Linked DNA regions of Columba livia: region 2 is linked to region 1. Evidence: chromatin contacts called from public Hi-C data. All regions are on one chromosome and are shown on one strand. Each heading gives the region's core, a stretch centred on a gene start, on an enhancer-like site or on the middle of the called end of the contact. The rest is flanking DNA. Distances are from core to core; before and after follow the strand shown. Region 1 overlaps CUX1 (cut like homeobox 1). Region 2 holds the start of CUX1 (cut like homeobox 1).

The links. A called contact is a pair of places that touch in the nucleus more often than the background predicts.
Region 2: a Hi-C map of crop shows a contact between it and region 1, with 1.6 times the contacts expected there. The contact joins the promoter of CUX1 here to the enhancer-like site in region 1. A contact is called at or near these places in 2 of 2 Hi-C or Micro-C datasets (crop and liver).

What each region holds. Positions count from the first base shown.
Region 1 is chr20:6,611,474-6,619,199 of bColLiv1.pat.W.v2, reverse strand. The region is part of intron 1 of CUX1 (cut like homeobox 1); the gene reads left to right. Among named protein-coding and RNA genes, the nearest start is that of CUX1, 35 kb to the left of the region's middle. Within about 2 kb of position 4,014, at least 1 of the 3 cell types and tissues checked has an H3K27ac peak away from gene starts, as active enhancers do.
Region 2 is chr20:6,646,486-6,654,211 of bColLiv1.pat.W.v2, reverse strand. It overlaps CUX1 (cut like homeobox 1), which reads left to right and starts at 4,055. Exons shown (of 23, transcript XM_065037091.1): 1 at 4,055-4,327. The coding sequence starts at 4,265. LOC110358510 (a long non-coding RNA gene) reads right to left here and starts at 4,951. Exons shown (of 5, transcript XR_010467351.1): 1 at 4,823-4,951; 2 at 2,039-2,187; 3 at 1,239-1,469.

The DNA.
Region 1 (7,726 bases), core at 2,765-5,264:
ATTTCCTTTTAAGACAACTATGCAAATTGTGTCATTGCAGCGAAAAATCCCAGTTTTATATAGCAGATGCTATCTGGCAGGATTTCCTGCACGGTGATGTGTATCTAGTGCCATAGTTTTTTTTCATTCTTTTGTTTTAAAGGCGCCTTTTTTGCCCGTGCTCCTTCTAGTCACATTGAAAACTTGTCCTTTGCCACTTGCCTTTATTCCTTGATTCAGACACTGTGTTCTTTAATACTTTCCATTTATATTTGGGGCCGGGTTGCTAAGTAGGATTGGGAGGGTGTGGGTCACTTGGGCAGCCATGTACCATGACAAATCTGATCACCTTTCTTGTAAACGTCGTTTAAAAAGTAGCGCCTGGTTTGTACTCACTAAATTGTGACTTCAATGTTAATTATGAAGGAAGATAATATTACGTTTTAATGTAGGTTTGAGACTCTTACAAATATTCTTTTTAGAAAGATAAGAAACGCTGGGATCTTTCTGTAAACAAAATATCTCCTTTAACCAGGTATTTTAAGTTGAATTATTAAACCTCTCCCCAGAGTTTAGTAGAGGCAATTAATCTTTTAATTATTTTTTTCTGACGAACAGGAACTTTGACTTTTTTGTGAATGTACCTTGTACTCTGGAAGGACTTTAACTTGATCTACTTTATGTTCTTATGGAGAAGACTGAGATCAGCTTCTTAAAACTTTACCATAATTCTTAAGCATCGTGTCAGTTATCAACCTTGATTATATTTCCCCACCAGATTTGGTTATGGTTTTAACTATTTGATGCCCACCTTTAGCACGTCTGGAGATGTGATGTCTTTCGAAGTACTGATTACTTTGTGCAAAATGAAACTCTGAATTCTCTCTCGAATTTGGCAGCTAAACCAGAGTCCTTGTGAACATCTCGGTGCAATAAACCGGGTTATAGAAACAGTAGCAATGAACACATTTTCCTTACCAGTTTCTTTTGCTGGCAACAAAAAAAGAAACCCTCTTGCTAATGGGTTCCCTGGAGGGCAGGATGGGCCGAGAACACGTGGAGGTTCCTGACTTGCTTTCCAGCAGGATCCAGTCCCTCCTGTCATCTGGGGCGCCCTCACTGCTACGTTCCCCAGTTTTTGGCTCACTGACAGGAGAAAGAAGTAAATAAATGAGAGTAGATAGGTGAGACCGGGAGCTGACAGTGGGTTGGTTTGTCATTTCAAATCTCCCGAAAACAAAAAAAAAGTACCAGTGTTTTTATGTCTAAACTATTATCAAGTCTATCTGAAATGATAATAACCTGTGACAGTTCAACAACATCCCAGGTTATAAAAAGCATAGCGAGAAGTTCCTTTTCTTAATTTTTGCATGTGATGGAGGAACAACAAATTCCCTCTCTTCTCCTAAGGTGCCGTGAGATGCTGCTCTTTGCGCTGCTGATCGACCCTCAGAAATACAGGGGGACGGGTTAAAATTGGGGTGCAGGGCACCGCGCTCCCGGCTGGGGCTGGGATAGTTCTGAGGTAGCAATAGGGAGCAGTTAGGCGATCTGGACATCCATAAATCCATGGGTCCGGATGGGATGCACCCGTGGGTGCTGAGGGAGCTGGCTGAGGTCATTGCTGGACCGCTCTCCATCATCTTTGCCAAGTCTTGAGGAACAGGAGAGGTGCCTGAGGACTGGAGGAAAGCAAATGTCACTCCAGTCTTTAAAAAGGGCAAGAAGGAGCACCCGGGTAACTATAGACAGGTCAGCCTCACCTCCATCCCTGGGAAACTGATGGAATGACTTTACATGGAGACTATGACTGTTACCTGAAAAGCACCAGCCAGTTATGGGGTATTCTGAAAATCTTGTTTAATTCTTTGTCAGTGATTTAGCTTGTATTTGAGTAAAAACATTTAAAAATCTGATCCAGCACCTTCTGCTGTACAGAACAGAGTTGGTTTGTGTGTGGTTGTGTTTGTTTGGTTTTGTGGTGTTATTCTTTTTCAGTGAATTATTTAAGGAAAATAGTTTGGGAGTTTGTTCCTTGGCTTTGCAGAGCAAAGCATTCCCATTGACATTCGTGTCTAAATGTGGTTATCAGCCCGCTCTCCAGGAGCAGATCTCTCCTCAGAGGTGCTGGGCTGAGGACTGGTTGTCCCTCAGTCCCACCATTACTCACGTAGAAGGTGTTGGAGCAGTAAATGAGATATTGTTCCTGAAATAGGGGCTCCTGCCCTGCCGCCCAGGACGGTTTCACCGTATACCTTCGAATGTATAGTCTGTGGTGTGATGAGAGTGTTTGTTGGCATGGTTCCCGTAGCTGAGCGAGGAACATGCCAATGAGTGATAAGCAGTGCCATCTAGGGTTGAGTTGAGCCTGGCCTAGCATTTTCATCCTAAGAGCCCTGTCTAAGCAGTCGCAGCCCAGCAGTAGGAGGTTTCTGAGGGCTGAGTATGTTGTTACTCTCACACAAACATGGTTGTCTGTAGATGATAATACGTATCTAAAAACTACTTAACAGTGTGCCCTGAATCTTACTGAGAACTTTTCATCTTGATGTTATAGTGAAAATACACACCCGTGCTGGGAAGATTGCAGGATATTTTTGCTGGGTCTTTGATGTTTTGTGAAGTGTGGGAGGTTCCTGCTGTGTAGGTGATGGGGCATTTGGGTTGTTCTTCAGAACCAGAAGACGTGACCATCTAGCTGATGCACGCAGGAGAATATCTGCTTGAGGAAAAGTTGCTATGTACATTTGAAGGGGGAAAATGTAGATTAATCATACAGTTGAGCAAACCTACTGAAGCCAGACAAGTTGCCCAGAAGTAACTGGGTATACTGTCTGGATCTTGATGTCACTGCAAACCTTTGTTTTGGGGTGGGGTTTGAAGTAAGAATGTCATCTTTTTGGTGGGGCAATGTATTCAAAGTCCTGAGCAGCAGTCCCCTGACAACACATTCATATATATGCCATGTGTCTCCATTTCTTCTGCTTTGTAACTGAGACATCGCTTAGGGGCAAAGTCTGAAGAAGTCAATTAACTCTAGAACTGGCTTATACCCAGAAGGAAAAGATTTTGTTTTACAGATTTATCTGAGGTTTGTGTGTAGCTTTGGTGGAACTCGTTAAACTTGACAGCAGATGCTATGGTCTTGTTAGTGCCATCCAGAAAGGCCTTGCGGTTTAGGCTTTGGATTACAGTTTTCCACAAAGAACCACATCATTTTAGGGCAAGTAGTTGCAGAAGGTACCAACATTAAAGTTCTGTCATATCCTTCTGTGGCCATATTACCAATTTGGGGCCCACCCTCCAGTAGTGGTACTTTCTGGGACATGTAAATGTAGACTTTGCACAAAACTGTGTGGAGCAAACCAAGTCCAAGCCCAGGTCCCTCTAATCCCAGCCGTCTGTCCCCAGCTCTTGGCACACACAGTGCAGCCTGTCCTCAGGGAAACTCGGGCGCCAACTCCCAACTACTGCTTGGTGCCTGTGGGCAGACGTGGGTTTGCATTATTTTTTAGTAATATTTAAGTTCAAATGACTATAACTTATAATAGCAAAACCATAATTTACTAAACAGTAACCATTTATTTCCCCAAGTGCTGAGCGCTCTGTGCCTCCTTCTGTCACTAAATTACAGCAGGGTGTACAATGGTCTGTGGATTTTATTTCTTTTCCCTGAAGTAGATGGTTTTCCTAGGCGGGTTCGCGGGTTCAAGACCCACTTGGACACATTCCTGTGTAGCCTTATCTCAGTGTTCCTGCTCCGGCAGGGGGATTGGACAGGATGATCTCTTGAAGTCCCTTCCAATCCCTAATATTCTGTGATTCTGTGGGTTTAGGTGAGGAGAGGGGCTGGTGGATGGAGTAGCGACTGTCGAGTGCAGTTTGTGCTCAGTGGTTGTTCCTGACTGTGTGTTGAAGGGCCTCTTTGACCCATGTTCAAAACCTTTCTTCAGCTTCCATTTCATCTTTAAAATGATTCATTTTCCAGGGAATTTACTGACCTTTGGTTGGGTGCATTAGGCCGGGGGGGTTGACTGCAAGCTCAAGCCGCTTAGAAGGTAGTTATTTTGAAGGTGCTCTCCACCCCACCCCAAAGCAGTAAGTGTGGCTTGACTTGGCATTTCAGGTCCCTGCTTCTTCCTTTTGGAATCTCTGTTTGCTACCTTCAGGGTTGCTGTTTCCCCCTTGATTTTTTTAAAAAAACAAACTTGCTTTTTTCCTGAAAAGTACCACTGAAAGCTTCTTCAGAGAGTTCTTTCTTGGCTCTCCTGATCAAATGACTAAAGGCTGGAGTGGGAAGAATGTCTGGCCTTCAAGTCTGTGATCTGCTGATTCACAGATAAGTATCCTATAAAATGCACAGTTGGGCTGCGCTGGGTTTAGGGCTGAATGTTCTTTCATGATCTGTTTGGGAAAACAGCCACAACTTGACTCAGACTTTCCAGTCCGGTACGCCTTGGTTCCAGGATTAAGTTCATTTAAAGGGAGGTCTTGATTATTGCTCCTGTGCATTGAACTCATCCGCGTGCTCTCACACCGTATGGAGAGCCAGCAAAGCTGCCCAGGCAGCAATATATGTAATCCTGGAGCATTTGAAATTCATACTTTGCAGGGGCCCAACTTATTAAAAATAAACTTAGATTCAAAGTATTGAAAGGAAAAATCCAAGACAGCTTCTGCCTACCAAGCTGCTTAAGACTGCAGGCAGAGAAGAGTACAAAAAGCTTTTTCCCCCTTTTTTTCCTTCTCCCCAACAGGAAAGTGCAGAGGGGAGATGGTCTGTGAAAGGGTTTAGTTTTCTGTGGTGAAGGAAATAAATGCTTTTGTAAAATTTGCACAGTATTGCTTGTGGGGAAAGAGGGAAAAGAGGAGGATGAAGGTGCTGGAACACAGTGATACGTAGTCCCTACTTGGTTTTCTCTGGAAAAAAAACCAAAACCAAACGTAGCAAAATAAATTATATACAGTCTGAGAAGCACTTGTTTTCTTTCTTGATCTTGTTAAAGCATTTCTTAACACAATGGCTTTTTTTTTCTCAAGTATTAGCGTTAATTACTGAAAATGTTAATAGGTTTTGTGGATCGTACAAGTGGGAAGACTAGCAGCAACCTGGCATTTCAAAAGAAAATAATATCCCATCCTCTAGATTCAAAGATAATTCAGGAAAGTAATAAAAGCTTGTGAAATCCTATAGAAGAAAGCTTTATGTCACTTCAGTCCTTCATCAGATAGGAAGCAAATGCCTCATCGCATTGGCCAAAACTCTTAGAAATGACCCTGTAATTCTTTTGCAAGTCACTGCGATTCATGTATTTCAATGGAGTTTTCCCTCCCCTGCTCCAATAGTCATAATCTTCAACCCTCTAACATCTCGGGGCGTTCTGGCAGGGGAGCGTGTGCTTCCTGTAGTCAGCGTGCACAAATGATCACTCTTTAAATCATACCGTGCATGATTTCATTAAAAATCTGGAGAACCATCTTATGACTAGGTTGATGATCTCATTTTATCCATACATGGTACTTATTAAGTAAATACCTTTGAAGCGTAGGAAACCGCCTGGGAACCGGCTTGTGTTTCTTCCTCTGCTGTGTTATCTTAACTTGATTGGTAGCACAGAAGTCCTGAAAATATTTTCTAAGGGAAATATACATTGGAAATAATGTGCTATTCTTAGCTCTTTTTGCAAACTTCCTACTCTTTTTTTGTTTTCTCCTTGGGACTTTGCAGTTCTTTGGGTGCTTTAACTTTGTATTTACTCTGATGTCCCTCAAGGGGAGGATTCGGTGAAGTGCTGAGCACATTTCAGACCTGACTCCGAGGCAGCAGGAGCTTTTCCAAGAACTAATTCTGCCCTTTTCTATGGGAAACCCTGTCAGCACACCTTCCTTGTAATGAAATGGTGAATAAACCAAAGTATTTTTGGTAACAGTGGTATACCACACCTCGCCGGTGCCCGTCCTTTGGAGCCTCGGGAATTACGCATCTCGTGCGTGTTTCTGCTGTAGTTACGAGGAAGTATTTATGCCAACAGGCTGAGACAGAAGCTTTCAGGAGCGATCGCTTCTTGTGTCACCATGGATGACAATCGGCCTCTCACCTTCTGTGGTTATTAACTGTTTAGTTGGAAGTCAGAGCCTTTTAGAAACCTGAGGGTGTCATCTCGTTATGATGGAGGGATCCAAAGGAAAGATCCTGGCGTTGTGGACGTGGGAGCATCCCAGAGAACAGTTTTGGCTGTCGCTCCTCAATTCAAACCCTTCCAGCTAAGCCCGTTGTTGCTCTTTGCTTTGGGAGACTCACAGCATGAAGTGATCTCCTCTTAGTTGTGAGGGCTAGTAGCAGCGCTTCTGTGTTAGAAAAGCCAACAAATTCTTTTTAAGGAGATGTAGCTATTCATCTGAGCCTTAATTTTTATGTGTTAGCGTTGTTATCCCTGCAAAGCGAGGGTCTGTGTTTGCCGGGGAGCAGCAGTCAGGGGAACCGTGGTGAGGAGGAGGAGGAACCACCCGCGTTCAGCCAGCGCTTCCGTGCATTGTGCCCTGGACTTTCCAAATTGGTTTGAACGTTGTGATTGAAAAGATTGTCAGCGCTATGCAAATGAGAAAGAGAAGTGAAAGTGCATCTCATGCAAGTAATTTCTATGTAGATAATTTGCCATAAAAATTTATATTGCAGTCCTTAAAACCTTCAGAGATTTATTCTGTCTAGGGAAAGGTGATTTATATGGTATTAAAACACTTTTTATGTTCCAGTCCTTTAGATTTAATGTTTATTGCCTATAAAAATGAAATCTTCCTGTGGATATTTAAAAGTTTTGGTACTGTGTGAAATATATATTCAGCTTAGAATCTGAAATGCTTTAGAGATGCAGTAAATAAGTGATGGAGTGTTAGCTCAGGTTCACCAGCCTCGGCAGGCCAGACTTATCAGGGCTGAATCCATTATGTAGATAGCGTTCTGCTTACCTTAGACATATGGTAAGAGAGCGAATAATGACAGAAGTAATGTGTAATTTTGTCATTCTTTTTTGGCTGGATATTTAGGGCACATTGTGTAAAGATTTTTGAAGCTGAGCGTGGACTGGTTTGTGTAGTCAGTATTAAAATGCAAAAGTAGACTTATTCCTTACCCACAAAGGGCCGGATTAAAGCACAAGGTTAGGAGTATCAAAATAAGAAAAGGAATTTGCATCATTTCTTGAAATAGTTTCTACACATGGTGGGGAAAGGAACGAGGTGGTGGGGGCCGCTGCAGCCCCGCGGGGAGATGGGCAAGGCCGGCTCTGCCTTCGGGGTTTATTGCTAGTTTAATTAATGGCTATTTTTGGTATCCCTATTATTATTTGGACAGAACCACAGAAGAAACTGTGCTGCTTTCAAAGAGTAATTCCTAAGCTCATCGTCTAAGTCCCTCTTCCTTTCTTTCCCAGATGATTTTCTAGAGCATAATCTGTCTAGAAATGTATAAAATACAAAGTGTGAAGTGTACAGAAACAAATCAAGCGAGGTTTCTAGACAAAAATAAGGTACTGTGTGTAGGTGGTGGTTTTGCCTTGTAACTGTAACGGTGGTGCCTTGAAAAAGTAGATGATGTATCATGCATGACTTTTCCCAAATGTTTCTCATCATTTTAGTGCTCATCCCACAGCAAACCTGTGCAAGTTACCTCTCGAGTGTGTGTTTTGCCGAGTACTGACAGAGATTGAGGAAAGGTTGACAAGTCCTTTTGAGATTTTTTCTTTCCATC
Region 2 (7,726 bases), core at 2,806-5,305, 35 kb before region 1:
TATGCCGCTGTCTGCATGACTTGTGCTAAAACTTTCACAGATTATCAAAGAATGTGGGAATCGCCACGTTGTTCAGAAACAAGGGTCCATCCAGCCGAGCCTCCTGTCTCTGCCAGTGACCACGGGTGGACACCCATGCACATGGGATACTCCTTATTCTCCCAGCTTCCAACCATTTTCTGCTCGGGGGGTTTCCTGAGCTTGTACACATCATTGTGTCCACATCACTGGCCAAATCCTCTGGCAATTTATATGCTGCAAAACCTCTGGCTACTACAAGAGATATAAATCAAGCAGAACTGGAGTCACTGACAATAATTGGAAAAAAAAGTAATCTGTGATTTGGAAGACATATATGAGTTTTGATCTTAATTTGGGATAAATCTCCCAGGAACATAAATTATCAGTCTGTTTGGCAGTCTCTATTCTTTGCCATCCCTATGGAGTCTGGCTATGCAATGGCATGATATAACCAGGGTAGATGGAGCACAGCTTACTTTGCTCTCAAATCCAGTTTGAGAGTGAACACAAGGACACTTTGGCAGTGGAGAGGGACGGGATTTGGGAATGAGACGCTCCGTTCCAGCAGGTACAGGCACGTGGAGCCAGGCAGCAGAAATGCAAAGGTGAGAGCCTTGAAAGTGAGGAGGGGACAGGCTGGACAAGGAGCGGTCAGGGGAGGCTCTAAAGGAACTTTTACAGAATATTTGGGAGTCACTTTATGTGAAAAAGTAGAAGAAAAACAGGAATCAATGAAGAAGAGACTCATTGGAATAAAGGTCCATTTTCTTCAGTATTCTGGATGATGACATGTGAGGCATAACAAGATCAATTGCCACTGATGGCCCAATGTGCAAATATGTTATTTAATATCTGTATTAGTGACGTTTTATGACCTAGTAAAATTAATAGTAAACAAATTTTAATCAAGTATTTGCCTGATTCCTAAAATAGTGCCTGTATGACTATACCTGGGAGAAAATGTAAAAGAAAACTGTACAACCTACTTACAAGTGTTTTGGACGTAGCAAGCATCACTGAACTCCTATTAGTTACTGCCATCATTTTAGATTTAAACTTCAAATACACCATAGTCACTTTTTCAGTACTCTACCAGTGCATGTTGAAAGAAGTTAGCATTTACACAGATCAAATCTAACCTTAAGAAAACCTTCCTCAAACAAACAGACAAGCCCGATTCCTCAAAACATAATAATTCAAGGAAACTTTGTTCTAACCGTCTTCTTGCCAGCGTGCACCGAATTTTCCAAGGTCTTTCTTCCATCTTACATAGGTACGTTCCAGCAGGAACACAAAGCAAATTATCGCTTGCTCCGAGGAGCTCTGTACCCTGCAGGATCTTTGCAGAATCCAGCCTGGAGAAATGCAGCACTTTGAGAAAACAGAGCTGTCAAGCAAGATTTCCTTGGGCTGGTTGCCACGCCAAACGGCAAATAAGGGACTTGATCCTGTACGGAAGACAACAGGAATTAAAGGTGCTCAGCATTTGTCTTCCGGCAGAGTTAAGGTTTCTCAGTACTTCCTAAAATCAGCCGTACTGTTTATTCTCAGTCAAAATTATCTAGCTAAAAGCTTTGGTATCTAGCCACAGAGCTTTTATTTCAAATTGGCAATAACGTGACAAGATGTAACTCCCGCAAAAAAAGACTACGAGAATGTTAAAAATATCATAAAATATTATTTATATCAGGATACATTTGTTACCCCATATGACAATCATTCATATTTCTTGACAGATATAAACCTCTGCTTAACACATTAGTATCATAAATATTACCAGATATAACACTGTAATTTAATACCTACCAAATGTATTTTAAAATATTACTCAATTTAAAACTTTGGATTTTAACCAGATGTGTTTCCAGAAAATGATTCAGGTCAGATGCTTTTTTCTTTTCCTTTTTCTTTGCGTGCGCGTTCAAAGTGGAGCATTACTATGTGATTTATTGTACTATGACTGTATGCCTGGAACCTAAAACAGCACCGTGGTACTTCATCCTTGGGGCTTACACACCTGCAGTCCAAACTAACAAGAGAAAACATCTACATGGCACGGCAGGAGTCTTTGAAATGTCTCTTTGCAGTTGCCTGGACACAGAACAGACTGGTAGAGCAGGGAGGCAGCGGAGAAAGGGTGAAGACAGGAACTCCAGCCTCTTTCATCTAGAAAGGGGGGACCATGGAGAGATTAGAGGAAAGGATTTTGATTAGATCACTGGAATGTGAAATGATGCTTCCCAGGATTAAAATCCTATTTTAGAGCTACCAAACCGGTTACGTTGTTAGTCAGAATTTGGAGGCTCCATCCCTGCAGCCGGCTGGTGCTCAGCAGCACCCGACACCCTCTCGCTGGAGCAGGGGGGACCCCGGCCGGGCACCCCACACCTCCCAGACATCACCCCAGCCGCGCACACGCAGCCGCCGTCCCAGCAAGGAGCCGCCCGCCCTCGAAACAGGGCACTTCTGGAGGAAAAGGGGTTTCCTCCTCAAAAGGCACCTCTGGGTGCAGCCCCACGACGGCCGCGTGCGCCACGGCGCTCGGGTTCCAACCTCGGCCTCGTTCACCAGACGGAGGCCCGACATTCTCATCACCAAATGCCATTAGTTGTATTCCCAGTACAGCCAACTAACAATTTGAAGGTCTATAGTTGTCGAGCTGATCATTACGTGGAAGCCATTAACATAAAACCCGCCATCGCAATTAGTATCTTTGTAAGCAGCAGCCTCAGCAAAAAGTGGAAATGGAGGCTGAAATAATGGTGCTCCTCCAAACGAGGACGGCAGCGGATTGGGAAATAATCTGTAGCAATTGCTCTGCCGCTGTCTCTGCTGTAACCCCTCAAAAGATAGAGCCATTTTCAAGTAGTCAGCCCACTGACTTGAGTGAGCACTAAATTCACTCGATGATCAAATACAATTTGAGAAAAAATCTACAATCGCTCACTTACCCGGAGGAAGATATATTTTCCTTTTACAGATGAAGTGCAAAACAGCGAAAGTAGCTGTATTTGGAAAAATACTGTGCAGTTTATTGGTTTAGAAGGGGACAGGTACAGACCGTGGTTTTGCCCATTTCCCAGTAAGGAAACGAGGAATGGTTTCTAATGGTTTCTTGCGGGGGGAACACATTTGCGGACTGTTTGTGTACGCTGGTTTGTTTTGTTAAGAGATGAGCCTGGTAAAAGGTTCTGTGCTTTTCAGGAAGAGAGCAAGGAAAATGTTCATATTTATAGTAACATTATTGTTTAGAACAAAATAAGTTATTTCATCCTTTTAATCTCCGTTTCTATGGATATCCTGCACGGGGCTGGGATGTGATTTTCCAGCCCTCACCCGAGTTGTCCCCTCCAAGGCAGCGGTCAGCGGCACCAGCCCGATGAGTAAGTGCCCGTCTACATTTAAATAAATCTCTTTTAAAGCCGAATTCGTACCGCCCCGGACACAGTGAATCAGGCTGCCTCGAATGGAGTTTTTTTTTCATTGTTGTTTCCCCTAAACTCTCTCCACTTATCTAATTTTAGACCGCAGGCTCCCCGACAGGGCATCAACCTCCCCTGCGTGTCGGGGAACCATTTGCCGCGCACGATGCTTTCTCTGCCATTAACCCCCGCACCCGCTGGCTGTGCGGGGGGGGGGGCACTGCGGGGTGCAGCGTGGGGGGGCAATGCGGGGTGCAGCTGAGGGGGGGCAATGCGGGGTGCGGCGGGAGGGGGGGGGGGGGAGGCTCTGCGGGGCAATGCGGGGTGCACCCCGCATTGCCCCGCAGAGCCTCCCCCCCCCCTCCCGCCGCACCCCGCACTGCCCCGCAGAGCCCCCCCTCCCGCAACACCGTACCCCCCACCGCCCCGCTGCCCCCTCCATGTCCCCGCGCCCGCCGTGTCGCCCCCGGGGTGTATGTGTGTGTACGTGGGCGGGTTGTGTGTGTGTATGTGGGGTGATTGTGTATGTATGTGTGTGTATATTGGGGGGTAGTGCGGGGCGCGCCCGCCCTGTGAGCGCGCGGGCGCAGCGCCCCCTCCCCGCCCCCCCCGCGAGCGCACGGGCTGAGTCCGTGTTCCGGGCGGGCGCGGGCTCCAGGCCGGGATTTGGGCGCTCCCTGCCCGCCTCCCTCCCCCTTGCCCCCCCGCCCCTCCTCCCCCCTCCCGGCTCCCTCCCTCCCTCCCTCCCCCTCCCTCCCGGCTCCTGAACTCCAGCCCCTCTCTCTCTATCAGCCGCTCACTCTGTCTCAATATGTCTCAAGATGGCGGCCAATGTGGGATCGATGTTTCAATATTGGAAGCGCTTTGATTTACAGCAGCTGCAGGTCAGGCTCTCCCGCTCGCCGCACCGGCCGGGCCGCGCCGCCGGACCCCCCCCCCCGCTCCTTCCCTTCTCCGCCTTCCCTCGGGCCCGGCCTCCCCCTCCTCCTCCCGCTGCCGGCCCGCGCCGCCTAAAGGGAACCCCCCGCTCCGCCCGGCCGCGGCGCTCCGCTCCCTCCGCCCGCCCCCCCCCGCCATTGATCACCGGCCCCATCGGAAATTGATCCTCTTTGTTCAATTCATCGATCAGCCCAAGATGGCGCCGGAGCCGGCGCTGCCGGGGCCGTCGCCGCTTCGCCCGCTCCGTCCCGGGCTGCTCTCTTCCCCGCTTCCCGTTCCCCCCCGCCGGCCGGGGCCGTGCGGGGCGGCCAGGGCGGCGGCGGGGCTGCCCGGCGGCCGCTCCTCTCCGCCGCCCGCCCGGCTCCCTCCCCCGTTGCCTTCCCCTTTCCTGCCGCCGCTTCCCCGCCGCTTTTTCTCCCCGGGAGCCGGGGAAAGTTTACCGAGTGCTGGGACTTTGTGTGGGGGCGCAGGGAGCCGGCCGGGCTCGGCGTGCAGGCGCGGAGCGGCGGGGGCTGGGGGCGCTGTGGTGCCGGCCAGGCGGACGCTTCCCCGCCGCTGCCCGGCCGCCGCCGCCTCGCCTCGCCGCGGGGTGCCGGCCCCCCGCCTCTCCGCCGCCGCCGGGCAGGGGGCTCCGGCCCGACGCGCTCCCGCCGCCCTGCGAGCGCCGCGGCCGCGCTGGCACCGCGCCGGGGGGCGGAGGGGGAGCCGCTGTCGGCGAGGGATGGAGCGGCGGCGGGGTCCCGCGGGGCGGGAAGGGGCCGAGCGCCCGGCCTCGCCCGGCCCGGGGGGAACGTGTGTGTGTGCGGGGGGTGCGGGGGCAGCGCCGGCCGGGGTGGCTGCCGCGGGGGCCGGTGCGGGGCCGGCGGGGCGCGGGGGAGTCCCGCCCGGCGGCGGGAGGGCACGCTTACATAATTCACCGGCTCTCCAGCCTCTCCTGCTGTCCAGGATCTGACAGATGAGGGGAATATTGATGCTTTACTGTGCTGGCTCATAACAGCCTACAAGTCTTGTTTCCTGCGAGGGAAAGTCCTCGCAAACCAGCTTCCCTTCACCCTTTGGGTGCGTGCCCTGAGGAAATTGCAGATCCACTGTTTAATGTAATTGCTGGGGTATAGATAAGGCCAGGGCGGGTTGAGGTGGGGGGGGTGGGGGAGAGGAGAGGTTGTCAAACGCTGAACTGGTGCTGCTCCCGCCGCTGAATGGGATTGCAACATGCGTGTTTCTCCCAGTTGATTGGTGCAGGAAAGCGCTGCCCTGCCTCTCCGAACCCTCCGCTGCCTCCCGTTTAAATAAATTGGCTCCAAAGCCGCCGGCTGCCCACCCTGGTCCCCTCCGAGGAGGGCTCTGCGGTGCCGGAGCCCCGCGGCAGCCGGAACATGGTGCGTTGATGCTGGGCAGAGCCGCAGCCCCGCCGGAGGTGAGGGGGGCCGGGGGGAGCGGGACCCGGAGCCGGCGGGACCCGCCGCCCTCCCCTCGGCGGGGCTTGGAGGGGCTGAGCTGGCGGGAGCGATGCCGAAAAGAACACCCCAGCAACCCCCGACACGGGAAGTGCTGCGTAGGGTCTGTAGTAGGAGGCCGGTCCCTTCTGACTTTCAGGTGCATTAGGAGGTGGGGTGAAGTAGCGTTTTGGTTTAGGCTTTTCTTTCTTCGCTCCCCCCCCCACCCCCCCCCGATTTTTATTGTTCCTTTTGAAGGCTTTGGATTAAGGTAGACTTGGCTGAACTTTGGTAACTTGAAAGGGTTCTTAATAGTGACCCAGAATACCTACAGGAATACAGAAAATGAGATCCAGATGTAGAATTGTATAAAATAAAATGGATTAAATTAAGATGTAGTTAAACAAGGTCTGTCATCTTTAATTGTGGAGTTTTGCTTTTGCCTCTGTGTATGTGTGGTTGTACTTGCTTAGTGTAGGAAAATAAACTCTCCTAACTCCACTCATGTGGTGTTACATTTGACAGTGAAGAAGTCTAAATATTTCCTATAAAAATAAAGCCTTCAGAAATGCTTATTGATTAAAACATATTACGCTAAAGTATCTATCATGTAAATTAAATTCTAAAATGTAATGAACGCAGCCAAATGGCATTTTGATAGATTGTTCTATTCTGTTTTTAGTAAAAAAATAGCTCACTTTTATAATAATTTAATTTCTGTGCATACTGTAAAACCTGTTGTGGAGTATCACTGTGCAAACCTTAATCTCGTTTTTGCAGACTAAGTGCGACAGTCTGACTTGAACAGCTTATAGGTTGTCCTTTGAAGCACTCCGGTAGCGCTAGCTTAAAGTTGTTTGCACAATATTCATTACCTGGTTTTGAGGACTTGCGGTCGTTGGGACGCGTTGCAGACTGAGGCTGTTCACCTCTTGGCAGGTTCGCCCAGCGATCTCTCTGCGGTGCAAAGTTTATTAATGTTGTACGCGGTCTGTGCAGAGTCCTGGAGTGACCGGAGAGGTAGAGACTACCTGCATCCATATGCAGAATAGTTAATTTGCTTCAAATTAGCTTTGTATTTTTTTTTTTTTAATCCACCCATCTGCGTGTAATATTTACTCCCACTTGCAGATGAAGCAATACGCTATAAAAACTATGGTTACTGAGTATGAAGTTCAGTCTTACAGATCTGTCCATGGCTTCCTCCCTCCCCTGCCATTCATCTGTACTAACGTATTACAGAAAATAAAACCGCTTTCGTCTGCGCTTCCGTTACTCCAGGACTAAAACCTGAAGGATTTACGCTTAGCGCAGCTCCACCTGCGCCCTGTAAACTCCGGCGCTCGCAGCTCTGCGCCCCGATGACTTTGAACCCCGTGTTTTCCTGCATGAGAAAGTCGCGAGGCGCTGGGGCCGCGCGGTCCCGTGTTGCGGCGGCGGCGACGTGCGCCCCGTCCGCTCGCAACTTCCTCTGCTGCGACAAGAAGATGTTTAACTGTTGATGGGCTTCGACCCGCCTTGTCATATTGAGCAGCAGCTTTCTCAGGATTGTGTCAATAGTAATTAAAAACAGATCCAGGAACTCTTTAGGGTCTGCTTCTTTTAATTATTTATTTCCTTTCACTAAGTAACCTCTTGTTTATAGGAGGAGAGGTTTCAAGGGTTGGAAGCAGGATTAAATAATTCAGAGCTTGGATTAAAGAACAAAAAGGTCTGTTCACAAATGGAATACGAGATGCGAAAATGGCAGTTTCCTACAGGTATCAAACGTGGCTCTTGACTTGAGACTGTACCTGAAAGGCATCACGCAGCTGAACGCTTAACCCTTTGCTCTAGTAAAGGTTAGTTTTATTTCCTAAAGAAACGGTGGAAGTAGCGTGGCGTTTCTGCATCGGTTTGCCGTGTGGT